Regions from separate parts of the Ovis aries genome. Here region 2 is linked to region 1. Evidence: chromatin contacts called from public Hi-C data. All regions are on one chromosome and are shown on one strand. The core of a region is the stretch at or near the end of the contact, and the rest is flanking DNA. Distances in the headings are between cores, read along the strand shown.

The links. A called contact is a pair of places that touch in the nucleus more often than the background predicts.
Region 2: a Hi-C map of tail adipose tissue shows a contact between it and region 1, with 4 times the contacts expected there. The contact joins the promoter of LOC101115808 here to the promoter of ABCA10 in region 1. A contact is called at or near these places in 5 of 16 Hi-C or Micro-C datasets (hypothalamus, liver, omental adipose tissue and 1 more).

Annotation. Positions count from the first base shown.
Region 1 is chr11:60,537,948-60,544,181 of ARS-UI_Ramb_v3.0, reverse strand. It overlaps ABCA10 (ATP binding cassette subfamily A member 10), which reads right to left and starts at 3,890. Exons shown (of 38, transcript XM_060395068.1): 1 at 3,680-3,890; 2 at 1,700-1,801. The coding sequence starts at 1,795.
Region 2 is chr11:60,667,460-60,673,064 of ARS-UI_Ramb_v3.0, reverse strand. LOC101115808 (ATP-binding cassette sub-family A member 9) reads right to left here and starts at 3,972. Exons shown (of 40, transcript XR_009595429.1): 1 at 3,779-3,972.

The sequences.
Region 1 (6,234 bases), core at 2,641-5,140:
ACCCACGTCTCCTGCGTTGCAGGCGAATTCTTTACCATTGAGACACCACGGAAGCCCTTATTGTAAATCAACTATGCTTGAATGAAAGGTTTTTAATTAAAAAAGTTAAAAATCAGAAAAGGAATGTAGACGGCAAAGGAATGAGGTAAACGACAGCCTGAAGCGGCTCCAGGCGAACGCAGAGCACGGGCGTTCAGCCGGAGGACAGTGACCGGCTCCCTGGTTTGAACAAACCAACGTTAAGAGACATTCCAGGGAGCTCTCCGGGGCTCAGTGGCTGAGGCCACGTGCGTCTCCTCAGGGGCCAGGCGCTAGGTCCCACTTTGATCCCAGAGGCCGCACAGTCAAAAAAAACGTTTGACGAGATATTTTAGAGGAAATTTTAGGAAACTGAATTTCGACATGGAATTAGATGACTATACGCAATTGCCGTGAACTCTGTGAAGCGCGCTAGCGGTTACGAAGGAGCCTGTCCTTGATTTTCGTGGACGCTAGTGGAAGCCTTCAGTGGTCATGTCATACGTGCTAAGAGAGGAGCTGAGGGAGGTGAAGAGAGGCAGCCACACCAGCAGATGCTAACAGGTGTCACACCTGGGCTGTAGGTGAGCTGGACAGGAAGTGAGTTCACCGGGCCATTCATCCTAAGCTTGAGGTCTTAAACATTCCGTAAGCTTTTTAAAAATTGACTTGGACGATCACTGTAAAGGTTACCCTTTATCAATACAGCAACTAAAATATTAGAACTGAATGCTTCAAAAGCTAAGGATGACCGTGTACTTCAATAAAAAATAAAAAATTAAAAAACAGACAAAAAAAGAACTGCTATTTTTCAGCGGAACATAGCTTCTGTGTAGCCACAGCAGCTCCAGGGTGTGTTTCTTGAGAACATAAGCAAAATCCTCACCTCGATGGCCTTGACCTTATACTAGAGACTGAACAGAGGGCGAAGACGCTGACAAGCAGGGACCCGGCTCCCTGAAACTACTCCAAGTTTGCAAAAGCATAATCTTCAAAAGAAATCCCCCAGAGTTCCCAAATTTTTGCTCAGAAGCCATTTCCCCAGTCCCATGAATTAACAAGGGCCTCCCTGTGGCTCAGTGGTAAAGAGTTTGCCTGCCAGTGCAGGGGAGGCAGGAGACCCATTAGATCCCCGGGTTGGGAAGATCCCCTGCAGGAGGCCATAGGAGCCCATCCCAGTCTTCTTGCCTGGAGAAACCCATGGACAGAGGAGCCTGGCGGGCTACAGGCCACGGGGTTGCAGAGAGTCAGACAGGACTTCGTAATGAAACAAAAACAATTCACAGAATCTTGTCAAACCGTCCCCAGTAGAGTGTGATGGTTCACCTGTTTAAAATCTACTTGCTCTCCACCCCCACCCAACCTTTTTTCTTACACTAAAGTTGGCCTGGGGTAAATCAGGATAATTCCACAAGTTTCAAGTGGATTATTTACTTGGTGAATGGCTAGTTATGTTCAATAAAAAGTTATCTACTTTGCTTTTTAGGAGCAAACATATGAGCCTGCGTCTTTTGCCATAAATATTATCCTATTGCGCAACATTTGCAAAACATTACCTTGGGAACTCCAAATCAGCCAGCCCATAGAATTTGTGATCATAAAAAGGCAATATAAATGGCATAATGTGAAATGACGGATTTTCATTCACTAAATATGGAAAGATATATATTGTGAACCATACCAACACGCTCTCTTTTTTCATTCTCCATTTTCTAAGAAAATTCTTGTGCAGAAGGGCCCGAGTCTGTTGACACATGCTCCTCTCTTTTTTAATCATTTTGTCCTGTTCATCAACAGAGAAGGGAAAATCAATACTACAGAGCAATAGCCAGTCAAGAGAAAGGACAAAAAAACCCCCAAACAAACAGTTAAAACAAAGCTCCTGAACACACAGTCCCAGGAGCCCTGGCTGAATTCCTCATTTGACATTACTGTTAACACACATGCAGTGTTTTTAAAGATTATAAAGTGGTAACGAATATAAAATGTCCTGCCAGCTGACCTTTCTCTGAAGGCTCGATGGTTATGAACAAGGTAAGGGCTGTGGTGTGGGAGCTCTTTTCCTTTTTGTTCCAAAAGCAAATTTTCCTGCCACATCCTGACTTTGCAACAATCTAAAGCAAATAACTAACACAACATTGCAAATCAAGTGTACTCCAGTAAAAATAAATTAAATCAGAGAATAAGACGTTAGCAACGTTAAGACCCTGATGCTGGGAAAGATTGAAGGCAGGAGGAGAAGGGGGCGACAGAGGATGAGACGGTTGGATGGAATCACCGACTCAGTGGACATGAGTTTGAGTAAACTCTGGGAGATGGTGAAGGACAGGGAAGCCTGGTGTGCTATAGTCTGTGGGGTCGCAGAGAGTCGGACATGATTTAGTGACTGAACAACAATAAAGTTTAGAATCCAAAACACATTTGCCTTTGACTTAGTACTTTTTAAAAATGCATAACGGGAATAAAACCTCCTCTGGTTTTCTGTCCACTGGAGATCTGCACTTTGAAAGGCACGCTTTTGGAGGCTGATGTGATGACATCTAGTGGTAAACACAGAGGATGAGACGGTTGGACAGCATCACCGACTCGATGGACATGAGTCTGAGTAAACTCTGGGAGCTGGAGATGGACGGGGAGGCCTGGCGTGCTGCACGGTCCCTGGGGCCACAGAGTCAGACACGACTGAGCGACTGAACCGACTGACTGAGCGAGTGGTAAAGAATCTGCCTGCAAACGCAGAAGACAGTCCCCAGGTGGGGAGTAATCCCCTAGAGGAGAAAAGGGCAGCCCACTCCAGGGTCCTTGCCTGGAGAATCCCGTGGCAGAGGAGCCTGGTGGGCTGCAGTCCATGGGGTCACACAGAGTCGGATACGACTCACACACAGAGGAAACCAAGGGGAATCACTGCACAGGCCTTCTCAGGGACCCAGGGCACATTTCTACTCTTGAAACTCACGGGTCCCCCTTTAGGACTTAAGTCTGTCGGACACACAGCTGGAAACCAGGAGCCTGGGCTAGCGAGTGCGACTCGCTGCTGCTGCGTGTAGACCGCCACGCGTGTCAGAGGGGTCTCCTCTGTTTTCAGTTTAAAATGCCAGAGATGATCATTTGGTATCACGGTTCTGGTGACTTGCATGCACTCGAATAAATGCTGATGCTACATACAAACTGCAGCATTTATAGAACTTGCTGGGTTTCCTTTTCTTGATGAAAGGAAAAGGTAAAGCTACCAAATGCCAAAACAATCTCTAACTTCTAACTTGAGAAAGTTTCTAAGGGAAAACATTCATCTTCATGAAAAGAACATAGAAAAAACCACGAGGAGAAGCAACTTGTCCTGTTCGTGCACGGTCCCAAGAAACAAAACTCTGCAGGGTCTCAAATGGCCAACCAGACAAGCGCAGACCCGACAGAGAAAGAGAACACCCTTTGCACACGTTTCTGGATCTGCCTTGCACTTTGCTATCATGCTACACCACCATTTGACTGCGTTGAGAAAATGAAACTCCTCATCAGGTCCACCACACAGAACAGAATAATTTAGAAATATCACAACTATATAATAATTTTAACCATGTCAATCAAGACGCTTGCCATTGATTCTGCCCTTTGTACCTCATTACCTTATGCGGAATGAAAGGTAAAAACAAACTCAACTTACTGTCAGGAAAGTAAGAGTGAAGGGCACCTTTGATGCCCTGGTTTCTTTCTGTCCAGGAGAGTTTAAAGAATCCTTCAAGAGCTTCCCTTAGAGCTGTCTTCATTCAGTCTGGCTTCTGCAAACAGGCCGTGGTCTGTGTGGAAAGCGCCTGCCAGACACATCCTCTGCTTGGGAAGCTGCTTTCCTCTCGAGTCTTTCCTCCCGTCCAGCTGTGCCACAGGGAGGCTGCAGCCGCAGACCGTGCCCAAGGCTGTCACGTGCGCTTGCTATTGCTGTATCTTTCTGGCACAGGCAAAACAGCAATCAGATTCCAAAAGGGATTTTTAAAAACCCAGGCCTGAGTAAGTCTCTATTAGCTCTGAATTATTAAAACTTTGAGAGCCAACACAGAAGAGAACAGATTTAAAAGAAGGGAAGTTGAACGGAGGCCGTGAGAATGATCTCAGAAACGAGAGTAACTTATACAGGAAAAATGTGAGCGAAGACTTTCCCGCACGGCAGGCAGCTAAGTGGTGTTTGCGGCTGCTTGGCTCCTATGAGCCAGGAAGTATGCGTCTTATGCAAGCGCGCTTGGTTCTGTCTGACTCTTTTCGACCCCACAGACTGTGTAGCCCACCAGGCTCCTCTGTCCATGGGATTCTCCAGGCAAGAATACTGGAGTGGGTTGCCATTTCCTCCTTCAGGGGATCTTCCTGACCCAGGGACTGAACCCTTATCTCCTAGGTCTCCTGCACTGGTAGGTGGATTCTTTACCACTGCATCCCCTGGGAAGCTGCTAAAAAGTATGCTAAGGGTTTACAATGAATTATTTAATTTACACTCAAAGCAAACCTGTGCGGTGGGTAGGATATTTTTACACATTTCATAGGTTAGAAACAGGAGACTCAAAGGTGACATTATTTGCAGATGTTCAAATAAAACCTAGTAAATTCAAATAATTTAGACTAGATGGGCAGAATGGTTATTTTTTTAAGCTGCAAAAATACTGGACATTCTCAGAATTGTAAATAAACCCATCTTTCACAATTTTAACTGTAATCAGCACATTTCTTGGGGATGTGTACACAATAACCACTCAGGAAAGTGAAGGACAGAGAGAGGGTGGGGCACTCAGAATACTGGAGCTGTTTCCATTTTCATTAAGATTATGGAAATAAGGACTTGCCTGGTGGTCCACTGGCTAAGATTCCACACTCCCAGCGCAGGAGGCCTGGAGTCAATCCCTGCTCAGGGAACTAGGTCCTGCATGCCCCAACTAACATCTGGCACAGTCAAACGACATTTAAAAGAAAAAAAAAGAATATGGAAATAAACATTTTATTTGAGTTTCATTGGATCCCCTCCTGTCGTTAGCCACACTCCTCTTGTTTCCCCACTCGTTCTTTGCTGGAAGTACAAGTCCATGGACTAGAAAACAACAAATATTTAACCTGGTTCCAATCCCAGGCATGGATGACAATATTTATTTTAATGGATGGGAAAAACAACTTAAAATCGTATCATAATAGACACACGCTTTCTCAGTAACCTGCATTGAAAGGGTAACGCACCCATCTCCGTAACTTTAAGGACTGTAGTCTCCAATGTGATGCAGTGAAGCGGTTACAGGGTTAGGTGTTCTGAGACCCGCATTTCTAACTGTCACGCATAGGTGCTTGCCTCGGACAGGTGACATCTGTAAGAGGCTCCGACTCTTCCTGGTCCGGCTTCTGTGCCTTGATAACAGTGCAGCTCTACTATGGGGTCACAATTCTGAAATCCGCCAGACCGGGGTTTATGGGTAACTGCGCTGCGCGATGTCAACCCAGCCCTCATCACCCCACTTACAGATCTATATTTCTTGTTAAAATTGAAATATAGTTGATTCACAATATCATGCTAGTTTCAGGGATACAACAATGGGATTCGATTATCTCTATTTTCTAAGACTCTTTTACCTTATAGGTTATTACAAGACATTGACTCGAGTTCCTGAGCTATACAGTAGGTTGCTGCTGTTATTTATTTTACATACAGTGGTGTGCATCCTTTACCCCACACTCCTGACTTATCCCTCCCCCGTTCTCGCTCCCATTTGATACACACAGGTTTTCTATCTCTGCGAGTGTTTCTGTTTTGTATATGGATTCATGGGAATCATTTTTCAGATTCCACATGCAAGGGACATCATGTAATATTTGTCTTTCTCTGACTTACTTCACCAAGTATAATTATCTCCGGGTTCATCTATGTTACTGCAAATGGCAATATTGCATTCTCATTTATGGCTGAGTAATATCTCCCCCCCACCCGTCACACACACGTGTATAGGTACAGGCATGTTTCATGTCTTCCTCAGCCATTTGTTGATGGCGGTTCGGTTTTCCGGCTCTTGATGATTACAGCTGTGACGAGCACTGTAAACACAGCTGCAATGAACGCAGGGTGCATGCGTCTTTTGAGGTTACAGTTTTTTGCAATATACGCCCCTGGGCTTCCCAGGTGCCACGAGTGGTGGTCAAGAACCCGCGGTCACGGCGGGAGAGGAAAGAGAGGCAAGTGGGGTCCCTGGGTGG
Region 2 (5,605 bases), core at 2,723-5,222, 130 kb before region 1:
ACATCCAGGACAGTGAAAAGGTGACCAATCACATCCAACATATATAACCAGCGCCTACAACTCAACCCCCCCAAAACAAACAGCCCTATTACAAAGTGGGCAGAGGAGCCGAACAAACATTTCTCCAAAGAGGAGAGGCAGAGGCACAAGGAAAGACACTCAGCATCACATCGGCATCGTCGGGGAAAGGCAAGCCCAAACCCGAGGAGATGCCACCGCACAGCGGTCAGAATGGCGTCATCAGGAGAGCCGCAGCCTGCAGACGCGGGTGGGGGTGTGGAGAAAAGGGAACCCCTGAGCGCTGCGCGTGGGAACGCACACGCCTGCAGCCCGTGCGGAGAGCCGTGCTAAGGCTTCTCGCAGAACTGGAAACAGCACTACCGTGCGGCTGAGCAGTGCCGCTCCGCGTGTGCATCTGAAAACAAGAACACTAATTTGAAAAGATAGAGGCACCCCAATGTTCGGGCTTCCCCTGTGGCTCAGCTGGTAAGGAATCGCTTGTAATGTGGGAGATCTGGCTTGGGAAGTTCCCCTGGAGAAGGGAAAGCCTACCCGCTCCAGTATTCCGGCCTGGAGAATTCCACGGACTGTGTAGTCCATGGGTCGCAAAGAGTCGGACACGACTGAGCGACTTTCCCTGTCACTTCGCCAGTGTTGATAGTAGCGTCAGTTACAATCGCCAGCGTGTGGAAGCAACCCAGTGTCCACCAACAGACAATGGCTAAAGAAGATGGAATATTACTCAGTTACAAAAAATGAAAAGTTTCCATTCGCAACAACATGGATGGATTTGGAGAGCATTACGCTAAGTAAAATAAGGCAGATAGAGAAAGACCAGTGCTGTATGACATCACGTATATGTGGAATCTAAAAAATATTACAAGCTAGTGAACAAAACAAGAAAGACAGACTCTCAAACACAGAGAACAAGCTAGTGGTTGCTAGTCGGGAGAGGGGAGGGAGACACAAGGCTAGGTAGGGGAAGGGGTGGTCATGGGGTCATACGAATTCACATGTGTGAAACTTTTGAAAGCTGTAAAGTACCTGATGCAGAGAGCCGACGCCCTGGAAAAGACCCTGAAGCTGGGAAAAACTGAGGGCGGGAGGAGAAGGGGACGATAGATGATGAGATGGTTGGGTAGCATCGCCGACTCAATGGACATGAGTTTGAGCAAGCTCCAGGAGACAGTGAAGGACAGGGAGGCCTGGTGTGCTGCAGTCCATGGGTCGCAAAGAGTGGGACACGACTGAGCGACTGAACAACAACAATTGAATTTAAAGAATCTTTCATTCACCTAGAAAAGGGATGGGCGTGGAGGTAGCACATGAAACGGGAGTTTTAAACTCAGGAAAATAAATGATCAAACAGGCAGGAGCCTAGTTTGCGCTAATCATTCAGTCATTCAGCTGAAACAATGAGCGGGTGGAGGTTGTTTGAATATAAGAGATTGGGAAGGAAATAATACTAACTATATTTAATGATGCTATTTTTATGTTCCAGGTAGTGCCAAGTATTTTATTAAAATTAGTTCCACTCTTCCAATAGATCTTTGGGATATTATTCTCCCCATTCCACAGATGAGGAAACTGAGGCACAAACAGGTCCACAAGGCCACGGATTTAACCCAGGTTGCCAAGTTCTGGAGACCTTGCTACTAAGCGATGCACCCGGGGCACAGGAGGGTAAAGGCAGCAGCCTGTCGTAAGGCTGGTAGCCAGCTGACTTCTAATCAGGGAGATAAGCTTGGATCATCAGGGCAGACCCAGCGTCACCACAAGGGGCCTTAGACGTGCAAAGGGAGGCAGAGAGGAGGTCAGAGAAGCGATGCGGTGAGTGTACTCAGTCACTCTGTCGTGTCCGACTCTTTGCAGACCCGTAGACTGTAGCCCACCAGGCTCCTCTGCCAATGGAATTTTCCAGGCTAGAATACTGGAGTGATTGTCATTTCCTCCCCCAGGGGATCTTCCCCACCCAGGGATCGAACCCGCATCTCTTGCGTCTCCTGCATTGGCAGGCGGATTGTTTACCACTGCGCCAGCTGGGAAATCCCTAAAGTGCTGTTTCAAGGACTCAACCTGTTGTTTGCTTCCAAGATGGAGAAGGAAGGGCATGAGCCAGGGACACAGATGCGTCTAGAAGCCAAGAAAGATAAGAAAACGGAATTCTCTCCTACGGAGAAATTGTATGTATGTATCCGTACAGTGATGATACATCCTCCAGAAAGGAGCACAGCCTTGCTGGTCCAGTGACACCCAGCTCCCACTTCTTACCTCCAAGCTGTACAGTGATACAGCTCTTTATGAGTTAAGCCATTAAGTGTGTGGCCATTTGTTTATAGCAGCGATTGAAACCTAACACCAGGAGCAAAAGAGGAGTCTGAGCACATGCAGTCAGGGAACAAGACGGAAGAGGCCCTGCAGTCGGTCGGTCCAGAACGAGGGCCTCGGGGCACACAAAGAAGATGACTGGAGAGTCCGTCTGGGCTGTACCTCGTTGGAGGAACACAAGAGGGCATGGATTCAGGTTTAGAACCTGTCCAGGAAGGAAGGGTTTAGAAGCTGCGTGGATGAGCTCCTGATGATAACGTCATCGTCAGAGCAGACTGCGGCAGCTGAGGCTCTGACTGAAACCGAACCAGAATCCTTCCAGGGCTTCTCGGGTGCCCCGGTCGCTACGAACCTGCTTTGCAGTGCAAGGGCCACCCTGGTCTGGGAAGATCCCGGTCGTGCAGAGCCACTGAGCCCATGAGTCTGAGCCTGTGTCTAAAGCCTGCAAGCCGCAAGCACTGAAGCCCGAGGGCCCTGGAGCCCGTGATCCGCAACAGCAGACGCCCCAGAGGCAAACAAGAAAGGAAACTCGGATAGTAAACATTTCCAGTTAGGAAACCAGAGCTCCCGGAGACCGTGGTGTCTAGAAGGGTTAACACACTGCTGGGGTCTCCTCTGCTTTCTTGCTGTGGATGGATGCGTGTGCTGGAGAATATTTTAAAGAATAATGAACATGATCTAGTCATGATTGTGGTGTTTCTAACTGTTAAGGCTGATTTTTTTTTTTTTTTCCACAGCATGTCCTGATCGGAAATAAAAATACCATTCACTGTAGTTGCACAAAACATCTATTTAGCTTAAATTGCTCTGAATAGGAGCCCGTGTGATCTGGAAATAATAACTTGGCTATAAAAGCCAGTCATTTCCTATTCAGACAGAATTCCCAGTATTCAGAGAATAAACATGTTACACAATAAATTTCACAAAAATTGAGGATGATAAACAAAGTCAATGAAAATATAGCCTTAAGATTTCTTGATGAAGCCATTTAAATCATTTAAATACTCAGAACCTTAGGTCTCTGGTTAAAAAAAAAAATTAATACTCAGAAAATCATGTATCACCCCAATGCATGTAAAGCCTCTGGCAACAAAATTGAAAATGAACAAAAAAGAATAAGTAATTCTTACAGTTTGAGAAATACAGCTCATTCTTGTAAAGAGGCAACATAAAGTCACATTCCTTTCAGCTTATCCAATAGTCTCTTAGATAAAACATGCTATTTGTCCAAACATGCTTTAGTCATTGGGTAAAAATTTAAATAAATCTTGGTTCTCTACATGGTTATTTAGCAATACAATATGAAATACTCAGATAATTTGAAAAATCAGAATGACTTGCTAACACCATCCTGCATCTAATAGTTCTCATCCAAGTGTTTGGCATTCCCTGTTTGAAGTCACACGTTATATTTTCATATGCAAAACCACGATTTCAGAGGTTAACTTACTCTCAGGAAAGCTGGAGCAAGACTCCAGAAACAGTTCATCCACGGGTCTCCGCGGGTCCTGGAGAACAATTCACATTCCTTTTGGGTCACTACTACATCACGCTTTTAATTTCATGTTTATTGTGAATAGTTCCGTGTAGAATGATTTCCGAAAAGGATTATGGTCTTAATTCAGCCAGACTGCCAAAAACTCTGTGCTCACATCACATGGTGACTTCTTTGCAGTTTTCCATTTCTCTGTCTCCCTGCCAGCTCCTGAGCAGGGCGTTTGCGGCTGCAGATGGCTGGCTGGACACAGCGAGCGTAAGTACTATCGATTCAAAGAGAAGCTAGTCTCTCCAATTAGCTTTTTCATAAAGGCCCTCATGGGAGAGCTGGCTCCCAACACAGTCTTTTAAAGAAACATAAGTAAAGAAACAGTTTGGAACAGAGCAGAAACAAGTAAAAAAGAAAAAAAAATGACATGGAGAAGGGAACGGCAACCCACTCCAGTATTCTTGGGAGAATCCCATGGACAGAGAAGCCAGGCGGGCTATTGTCCATGGGGTCTCAAAGAGTTGGGCACGACTGAGCAGCTCACACACACACACACACACACACACACACTCTGTGCTGAGCCCGGGGGATGCCTGTGAGAAGCACGCATGCACCCATTCGGAAAAAAAAAAAAAAAAGAAAAATACAGAAACGGGCCAGAAAGCAACTCGAAAGTCTCCATTGAAATTTAGTTCTTAAAATCTGGATATAGAAATATGGCGATGAAGAATGTAATTTTTTTTAAGGGAACAAAATGAACTGAATTTTCATCTTCATCTGAGTTGGGTTGCATGCCAGCTACCTGCAGCACCCTTCTTGCAGTGGGCAACAGGAGGGTCCTTAGAGCAACAGCGCCTAAAAGCACCTGCCCTCCCAAGGTGGACAAGCTTGTTATTTCTGCAGAAGTGCCAGAAGGCAGACTACTTTCTCCGTTAGCAGCCGCTGGTTCCTGCTGTGTATTGGTTTCATATTTTACTGAAGAAACATTTTTAACAGGTAAGAGCTGCCATTCCATCTTTTTTTGGGCATTTCAGGTAAATCAAAGACGAGGCAATTCTAAAAAAAAGTGAAAAAGTTGCTCATGAAATTGCGTGAAATTGTAACTTCATGAAAGTATAATTCATGGAGAAGAAAGGTGAGTAGGGGCCAGCGTCTCTCTGCTCGCTGCGGGGGTCTGTTACGGTCCCCTGTACTGTAACTACTTTCTGAAAACGCCCCTGAGGGCATATGCTGTTCGGGTAATTCTCAAACCAAGTAGACTCATCCGTTTCCTACAGGCTGTGGTAATCGCGTGAGATCGTCCTCATTCACCTCCCATTCTCTCATATTTGTTCCCTTGCAAATTGTATGAGTCCAGAAATTGCTAGGCTAGCAAAATAGAGGCAGGTTGAACTCACTAAGGCCTACGACTGTCAAACAAAGACAGGCTCTGATTGTTTCTGTACGTCTGCTGTCTCCTCCAGAAGATACGAAATTATCATACTCAATAACACCTGCCAGAGAATATAACGTGGACATTTTGTTTTCAGCTGAACTTTGTATCTAGGAGAGAGATTATGTCTTCTGACCCCAGCTGGCTTCTGGACTGGATTCTTTCCTTTCAACACCCTGGCCTCTTCCCTGACCATGTGGCAATCTTTATAGTGTCATAACACAGCAAGCACACCCGCATGAATCCTCTTTTTCAACATTTTCTTGATCAAGTCATGTCTGCACTCTCCTAAATAAGCTTTAGTTTCAGCTTCCCAATTAAAAAAAATTGTCCTGTTGGGATTTCAAAAGTGGAATAGC